Regions from separate parts of the Muntiacus reevesi genome. Here region 1 is linked to region 2. The links are chromatin contacts, called in public Hi-C maps. All regions are on one chromosome and are shown on one strand. The core of a region is the stretch at or near the end of the contact, and the rest is flanking DNA. Distances in the headings are between cores, read along the strand shown. Region 1 holds the start of GSK3B (glycogen synthase kinase 3 beta). Region 2 holds the start of CFAP91 (cilia and flagella associated protein 91).

Region 1 (4,566 bases), core at 563-3,062, 370 kb after region 2:
CTGGCAATGTCAAAACGGGAAGGCTAAGAGATAACATATTAAACCACGTATCCAATTTAGAACAATGCATATTGAGATACTACTGCTGCTCTCTATCAGCGGCACCGGTCCCTTCTAAAGAGACGAATCAAAGCTCGCCTTCAAACCGAAATGTGGTTACTTACCAAGTTCATCTCTGGATTAAGAACAAATACTTTGTATAGTCACACAAGCAAGAAAGAAGTGTTAGGAGAAGGTGACATTTACCTCTTCCATTAAGTATACAAAACTATGGTAACCCTCGAGACCTGAGCTAACTATACTATCCCTCATTCCAAAAGACACACTCTGGAAAAGCACATAATGGTTTAGGAATCTTGTCCTTCGCTTTATTCAAAAGGATGAGCAAGTAAACACTTCCATCACTATTTTAAGGTGGAAACACTCAACCACTTAATAAAGCTATCAATTGCTAGAAAACTATAAGAAAAGAACTAAGTTTCAGACAAAATCATCCAAATAAAAATCACATTCCCTCGATTCAAGGTTAATGAGACCTGGGAAGGGATATCGCAGGAGGAAAAAAGGAAGCTGCCTCATCCTTCACTGAAGACAGGTTTTTGCCCTTTCACATTGCCTCTGTTTTATCAGCAGGTCTTGTATTTTAAGATCCTGGTATTTCAAAGTCTCTTATTCAAAGGGGAGGTGGAGAAGGGGTGTAAAATAAAATCAATACTCACTGCTAACTTTCATGCTGCCAAAAGCTGAAGGCTGCTGCACTGGCTTGCAGCTCTCCGCAAAGGAGGTGGTTCTGGGCCGCCCTGACATGATCACTCTTTTTCCGAATCACCTTTTTTCCTTCCTTTCTCCTTTTCTTCCTTTTGTTTTATGTTGGGGTGTTAGGTTAATGATAAATGCAGCATTAAGTTCTCCCACAAGAAAAAGAAAAAGACTTCGTCCTCTTGCCTTTTCACTTCTTTTGTACAGCTATTTAGAAAAGCGAGCGATGTATTTCTCCTTGAAGACAGATCAGTACGGATATTTAACATATAGGCGATCCGGAGCTGGGGGGAAAAATACAATTCTTTCCTCTCCCTTTCCTTGGAGAGCAGAAATGGATGGGAGGTCCTAAAAAATATACATCACGTGAGACGGGGACAAATACTGGATTGAAAATAAGTACTCTGAATATTATATTTTCCTCGGGGATTTTTTTTCCGAGTCAATGAAGAAGGGAAGCGGCGGAAGGATCACGAGTCTCACGCTTGAAAAGAAGGGGGGGATGGGAAGGAGGGAGGGAGAGGGAGGGGTGGCTCGGAGATGCGTCGGGAAACGCTGCGGCTCCGGCAGCGGCAAGGATCCGGCGGGCTGACGGCGGGGGCCCGGCGAACTGGAAGGCGGCGGAGTAGCGAGTCAGTCAGAGTCGGGCGGTGGCGGCGGCGGCGGCTCTTCCCCTCATTGCGCCAGGAGCAGCTGCAGGCGGCGGCTGGATCCAGCGGCCATGGCGGCGGCGGAGGCAGCTCCCTTCAGACCCCAGGCAGCGGCTCCTCGACTGCTCCCCATACGCCGGGGACATGGGAACCCGGCAACCGCTTCCGTCCCTCGGGGCCCCCTCCCCCGTCCAAGGCACCAGCGCGGCCGCTCTCCCGCCCCTCGCTTCTGCACAGTCCCGCTCAGGAAGTGTCCGCGCTTTGCCCCCAGCCCGGAGCCCTGTCAGCGGCTGCGGGGTCGGCTCCTCCTCGCTTCCTTCCTTCCTTCCTTTGTCACTCGGCCCGGGCGGCGGCGGCGGAGGCAGCAGCAGCAGCAGCAGCACGAGCCCGCATTCGCCCGGGTCGGGGGCTGCTCTCTGTGAGGAGTGCCGTCTGCGCAGCCGCCTAGCTCTTCCCCACACCCCCTCCCCCCTCCTACTTGTCCTCCGCCTCCTTCCTCCCCCACCCAGCCTTACACCGCCCAGCGCCCGGCCGCCCGCGTAAGAGGCGTCTGGGAATCGCCGGCCGAGCAGGGCGTCCGCCCCCTTCGACAGGGGAGCCGAAACCCGAGCGGAACCAATCACGGATGTCGTTTGTTTGCGGATCCTCCCGGAAAAAGCCGATTGACCTGAAGAGCCAATCAGGAAGTGTCGCTGGAAATTCACGCCCAAGGACGGAAAATGCCGAAGATAGCCGACCGAGGAAAAGGTGGGTTCGCCTTGTTCTGTGGCTGGCTGGAGGAGAAATTAGGCAAAGACAACAGTGACCAATCAGAGTCGCTGGCCCTCAGGAAAAAGCTTGAAGAGTTAAGGACGGTGAAGCCCGGAGTCGCTGGCGAAACCGCACGGCTGGGCGCCGTGGCCGCTTTGTAATTGGCCGAAACTCCGCTGGGAGTGCAGCTCCCTCGGTGATTGGTGAAGGGAATGGGGCTTCCGAGGACAGTCTGGCCAGTCAGGACGTCTCCTCCCTCGTCGAGGTGGGGAGAAGTAGAGAGCGAAGGGAGGGCGTCTATAAAGCGCCTTCTCATTGGTCTGAAGCTCAGGAGCTGGAATGGGGGCAAAAGGGAAAAGGAGGGAGGCCGAAACTCGTAGCAGTAGCCAATCTGCACCCGCTGCTGTCTAATCGCAAGACCTAGCGGTAGTGTGATTGGCCTTCGGCCTCCGGCGGCAGTCCTAAGGAGCGAGGAGAAGCGCGACTGGGGTCGTGGCGGAAGGTCTGACGGGCTCGCCTGCGGCCACTCGCAGCTAGTGTGGAAACCGCATATAGGGAGCGCGAGCCGGTGCGAAACTGCTGTGGTCGGTGGCGCTGGGTTCCTCGCTCCAACAAACTGAGGGTTGAGGGGCTCTCCCCACCCACTGGAGGCTCTCGGCGGGGCGGGGCTAATTCTGTGCGCCCGGGGCTCCCCTCCGCCCGCGAGAGCGCATCCCGAGCACGGGCGTCTTCCCCGAAAGGGCCAGACAGATCCAGGGCGCCTCTCAGGCTGAGTGCGAATTTTCGGATATTCAACTGAGAACAAAGCTGCTAGAGAGCAGGGCCCCTGGGCGACCGCGCCCCGCCCAGTCGCGGAGGCCATTGATAAGAGTGAGGGCGACTGCGCCTCGTGCGCGCTGCCAAGCCCGGCCTTCCAGAAAGGCCCCTGAGAAATGAGCTCATGCTGGCTGAGCGCCCTTCTAGGGTGCGACCGGTCGGCGCAGAACGGCCCCCGAAAGCAGGTGAGGGGAAGTGCAGTCAAGCCGGATATCCCGAAGCCTCTGAGGCAACCGAGAGCCAGAATAGCCCTTGGTAGTTTTTGCGTTTTTGGAACTAGGGTGATCTATAAAAGTACTATTTAAGTAGGTTTCGCACATAAGCCAGTGTTCAAATTCGTGCGGTGTGCCCAAGGACAGAGAGGTGTGGTTACAGAAAAAGTAAAATGAACAGTTGCCATCCTAATTGTAATCCCATGGTACCTGTAATTTCCACCTGCAGAGTCATCCCTTTCTATTCAGATACCATCTGTAGCGAGCACATATAAAAATTACTTGATCAGGTTGACTAGCTATTGCTTTGGAAAACTGATGAGGAACTTAGGACAGAACAAAGTAAGCTTTGATGGAGGACAGGAAAGGTCTAGATAGGGTTTGCAAACTCGAATGTTTATAGGGGCCAGAAAAGTAAATGAGTGAAACTGGCCTGGTGTAGACAATGGGGAGTGATAAGCAACGTGGCAAATTGGAGTGTCTGAGCTGTAACTGAAAGGAGCAGCTGTTCGGCTCCAGCAGATTGTTACTCTGAAGAATGTGGATACAGTGGTCTGAGATATTCTGTCCCCTTCCCCCCATCCCCGCCAGGAGAAACCCTTATAAAGCATGATATTTGTATGAAATCTCTCGATTTTTACACCAATATTTCCAAACTCTGCAGGCCAAACTAAAAATATTGCAGGGTAGATGTGACCAACCTGCAATCAATTTGTAATCTCAAATCTGGACATAGGTTTTTGATAGCCCAGGAGTGGTAAAAGCTCTTGTTCTTTGCAATGAAGACAGAACATGAAGTCTCTGGATGTCATGGAGAAGGGTAAAGAATGTTGAAAGCAAACTCAGTGCATGGCAGCTTTGTCAAGTGATTGTTGCCTCTCCCTGCAAATTACCATGTAGACCTTTGCCACTAGTCCCTAAAGTGCTGTGAGGTAAAGCTAGAAATCCTGCCTTCTTCTTTACTCCCCATCTCTACTCCCAGTTACACTGGGAGGAAGCTGAATGACAAATGTTAGGTTATACAAATTGGAAACAGCTATTCTATTGTATATAATAAAGTACAAAAATAGTCTACCTTGAAGTTATGATTAATAGCTTTACTGTTGCTGCCTTCAAATATTTTGAACTGACACTTTTAAAAAAATCTGATCAGAGGATGGGGTGGGGAGGTGAGTCTTATAGGAAAACAAAAAATAGTTCAATTTAGAATTAGGACATAAGAAGGGGAGAAATTTATGAGAAAACACAGTACCACTGAAAGTAACATTCAGTGATTGTTTCTCTGACCTTTCAAACTTACTCCACCTTCTCACTTGCTGTTAACCACTTATCAGTTTATAGTAATTTTAATATTTATGTGTTTATAATGTGCCAGATGC
Region 2 (4,653 bases), core at 217-2,716:
TGCCAGGAGCAAAGTTACAAACAATTACTAATACAAAGTGGTCAATGCCACTGGTGCTACATAATAGCACTGGAATAAAGAAGTCTGGTTCTACTTGCGGAACTTGGGAGACTACATAAAGGTGGCAAAATTAGCACTAAGTCTTGAAGGATACCTAAATTAGTTGAGGGGTATAAATAGCAAAAGGCATTTTAGGCAAAGCAATCAGTTTGAGCAAAGACTTGGAACTGGCAAAATACATGGCTGATTGGCAAAAAACCCAAGAAGTTCAGAGGTAGAGTAAAATAAAACCAAGAATATGTGTGAAAAAAAAATAGAAGGCAGGAGGCTTGCTGAAGTGCCTATGTATTACATGAAAAAGACAAGAAGCTAACTCTAATGTGTGTCACTAGCCAAATGGGATAATTCAAACATCACAAAGTATAATGATCATAACAGACTAAAAGAATCTGATATGTAAAATGCACTAATTCAGTGATACTAAGCAAACAAAATCTTTTTGGTTAACACTGGTGGTTGCTAGGGCAGCACCAATTTCTCTGAAATTTGATAACTAAAGTGAAAAAATCCCTATCAATTTGAAATGCAGAATCTGCCTGCAATGCAGGAGACCGAGGTTCCATTTCTGGGTGGAGAAGATCCCCTGGAGAAGGGAATGGCAACCCACTCCAGTATTCCTGCCTGGAAAATCCCATGGAGAGATGAGCCTGGAGGGCCACAGGTCATGGGATTGCAAAGAGTTGAACACGACTGAGCGGCTAACAGACACAGAAAGGGATAGCAGAATGCGCACGAACATTTACTAATTACCCAATCCACCACAAATGTTGATATCCAGGACCAGAGCTCATAATGTGCCAAAGGCTGACGTTCATGGAGCTAGATTCTTCAGTTCGAACAAGCCGCGCGGAAAGGGGATGTCCGAAATGAAGTCCCCAACTATTCTATAAGGCTCTAAGATTTCCAGGGATTTCCGAAAGAGGCTACAGATTGTGACTGGCAAATGGCTGCAAGGATTTCAGCAGCAACCTTTCCCCCAGTCAGCGCCCCCTGGCGTTGACCGTGGGTGGACCGCTAAATGCTCGTGACTTTATCACCGGAGCCCAAGTGGGAAGTGACGCAGTCCCTCTCCACCCCGCCCTTCTCTCCCCTTCCTCGCCTTTCTCTCCCCCGAGCCCCTCGTCCTTCTCTACCCCCGCCCCGCCCTTCTCCCCTTGCCCTCCCCTCCCTAGGCCAGCCCCTCCCTTTCTCCTTTCTTCCCTCCTCTTCCCCCGCCTCACGCTCCGCCCCTCTGCGCACTTCCCCGTCCTTCCGCTTCTGCTCCTCGCCCCGCCCCTTCCTGTCGTCACTTGACTCCGCCTCTCTCACGCTAGTCCCGCCTCTCTCTCCTAGACTAGCGACCTATCCTCGCCTGGCGCTTGCTCTCTGGTCCTTGCGGGGGTTACCATAGCAACGGTGCACGGAGAAGCTAGGTTTCCCTAGTTGGACCTGGCTGGCGGCAGGGAAGAGCCGGCACCATGAGTCACGTAGTGACTATCGAAGAACCCCAGGCCAAGCCTCAGGTGTCTCAAACCCGGTTCGGAGGGAAGTCGCGGGCCTGGGGCAACGTCTCTGCCGGTCGAACTTATGATTTCTTATACGGTAAGGGCCGCTCCAGACTTCTCTGCTGAGTTGTCGACACCTGGGCCAGGTGGGCGTCGAGACTGTGGGACCTGGCCGGGAAGGCGGCGGACGAAAGACAAGCCTCAGGAGGGATCTCTAGCCCGGGTTGTCTTTTGTTGGGTAGGGGCAGCTCCAAGCCCTGCAGGCGGTGGCTCTTAGGCGGGCTGCGGGGAAGAGGCGGTCTCGGAAGCCTCAGGTGCGCGCTGCATCTCAGAGCAGTGAGCAGGGACACCTGATTCTTCTTTACCCTGACAGTTTGCACAGCCCTAAGCAATTGTCCTGAATGCCGTTCCTGGCGTGACTTGGAGATTCACTCAACACTCCTTCATTCAAACTGCATAAAATGCCCAAACAGAATGACCTTCCTGCTCGCATTCGCTGGGCAACTCCAAACTTGTCATTCTGGGTAGGTAAGGAAGGGCCAGGTTGTCTCATCTTTGGTTTTAGGTTTCTTTTTTTATTTGAGCTATTCTTATCCGTCAAAATATTGCTTGTAAACTAGGTTCACTAGGTCCTTTGGGCCAGTAAAGCCGCAGTTTATTTAATGCCTGATTGTTCATTTATGTTCTGTCTCTTCTATGGGACCATAAATCCCTGAGTTATTTAAGTTCTTGTTCTGTCCATTTTTGTAGCATTCTCAGCACCTTTTCCAGTGCTGGTACATATGTTGGGTGCTAGATAATTTGTTATGAATCATTTATTTACTACTACAATAAATAAAATCAGTAAAGAATGATTTTTTCCTCCATTTTCCCCCTCTTTACCCTGCTTTTAACCTTGTGGTATCTCCTCTGAGAATCCCAGGGTTTCTTTTGGATGGGAGTCTTTAGGGTAGCCATCCCCTGGTGTTGGGAATATGTAATGATTGCTTATATTTGTGTATGCTTCACAGTTAACACCATTCTTTTCTACATCTTACCTCATTTATATACTGTTTTACCTTTGAATGTTATGTGAATACTTTGTATCTCTCAAGTGCCTCACTTGAAGTGCCTACAATACTTTGTCACTTCCCTGAATCTACATTTGTTGATGGATTAATAACTACGCTGTTGCCCTGCTAATTATAAAGTCTTTTAAATACGATATATTTTTCCTAGCTTCCAAAAATATCATTTTAAAAAATATGTATTGGTTGTGCTGGGTCTTCATTGCTGCGCGAGGGCCTTCTCCAGTTGCAGTGAGTGGGGCTCCTCTAGTTGCAGTGTGAGGGCTTCTCATTGCAGCGGTGTCTCGTTGCAAAGCCTGGGCTCTGGGGACAGGGCCTTCAGTCGTTGTGGCCTGGGGGCTCCGTAGTTGTGGTGCACGGGATTATTGTCCCACACCGTGTGGGATCTTCCTGGACCAGGAATTGAACTCATGTCCCTTGCATTGCCCGGCAGATTCTTTACCACTGAGCTACCACGGAAGTCCCCAAAATATCTTAAATACTTCTTGGGTTTATCATTTGTCATGAGCTCTTTCCTCCTTTCTTTTCTCTCTCTATAGAATAAACAGTGGTTGCACCAATTTTTATTCCCACTAACAGTGTAGGAGAGTTTCTTTTTATTCACACTCTCTCCAGCATTTATTATTTGTAGGCTTGTTAATAATGGCCATTATGATGTGAGATGATACCTCACTGTAGTTTTGATTTGCATTTCTCTAATAATTAGTGATATTAAACATCTTTTCATGGGCCATCTGTATGTCTTCTTGGATAAATATTTAGGTCTTCTGGCCATTTTTAAATTGGGTTGTTTGTTTGATATTAAGCTCTATGAACTGTTGGTATATTTTGGAAACTAATCATTTGTTGTAGCATCATTTAGAAATATTTTTTCCCACTTTGTAGGTCATTGTTTTGTTTATGTTTTCCTTTGTTGTGCTAAAGCTTTTAGGCTTAATTAGATACTGTTTATTTCTGTTCCAAAAACATCTTGCTGCAATGTATGTCAGTCTTCTGCCCATATTTTCCTCTAGAAGTTTTATCCAGTCTTACATTTAGGTCTTTAATCAATTTGTGTTTATTTTTGTATATGGTATTGGAGAATGTTCTAATTTCATTCTTTTCCATGTAGCTGTCCAATTTTTCTCAGAACCATTTACTGAAGAGGCTGACTTTTCTCCATTGTGTATTCTCACCTACTTTTCTTAGGTTAATTGGCCATAAGTGTATGGGTTTACTGCTGGACTGTCTGTTCTGTTCGGTTGATCTATATGTCCATTTCTGTGTCAGTGTCAGACAGTTTTGATTATAGTAGCTTTGTAATATTGTCTGAAGCCAGACAGTGTGATTTCTCCAGCTCTATTCTTCTCTCTCAAGATTATTTTGGCTATTCAGGGTCTTTTGTGTTTTCATCCAAATTAAAAATTATTTTGTTCTAATTCTGTGAAAATGCCATTGGTAATGTAATAGGGATTGCATTGAATCTGTAGTTTCCATTGGGTAGTATGGTCATTTCAACAATATGAATTCTTCCATTTCAGGAACACGTATATCTTTCCATTTGTTTGTGTCATCTTCAGTTTCTTTCATTAGTGTCCTATAGTTTTCAGAGTAGAGTTCTTTTGCCTTCTTAGGTAGGTTTATTCCTAGGTATTCTTTTTAATGCAATGGTAAATGAAATTGTTTCCTTAATTGTTTCTGATATTTCCTTGTTAGTGTACAGAAATGCAATAGATTTCTATATATTACTTTTGTATCTTGTAGCTTTATCACATTTACTGATGAGCTCTAGTAGTTTTCTGGTAGTTTCTTTAGGGTTTTCTATGTGTAGCATCATGTCATATACAAACAGTGACAATTTTATTTTTTTTAAATCTGATTCCTTTTGAAAAAATACTTATTTTTATTTTTATTTATTTGGCTGCACTGGGTCTTAGTTGCAGAATATGATATCTTTTGAATGGTAGCATGCAAGCTCTTAGTTGTAACATGTGGGATCTAGTTCCCTGACCAGGGATTGAACCCAGGCCCCTTGCATTGGGAGCACAGAGTCTCAGCCACTG

What was found. Hi-C and Micro-C count contacts between places; a contact is called where the count stands out from the background.
Region 1: a contact with region 2 is called in a Hi-C map of blood, with 3 times the contacts expected there. The contact joins the promoter of GSK3B here to the promoter of CFAP91 in region 2. A contact is called at or near these places in 2 of 3 Hi-C or Micro-C datasets (blood and muscle).

Annotation. Positions count from the first base shown.
Region 1 is chr8:43,623,092-43,627,657 of mMunRee1.1, forward strand. GSK3B (glycogen synthase kinase 3 beta) reads right to left here and starts at 1,813. Exons shown (of 13, transcript XM_065943558.1): 1 at 720-1,813. The coding sequence starts at 807.
Region 2 is chr8:43,249,771-43,254,423 of mMunRee1.1, forward strand. It overlaps CFAP91 (cilia and flagella associated protein 91), which reads left to right and starts at 1,467. Exons shown (of 18, transcript XM_065942109.1): 1 at 1,467-1,641. The coding sequence starts at 1,518.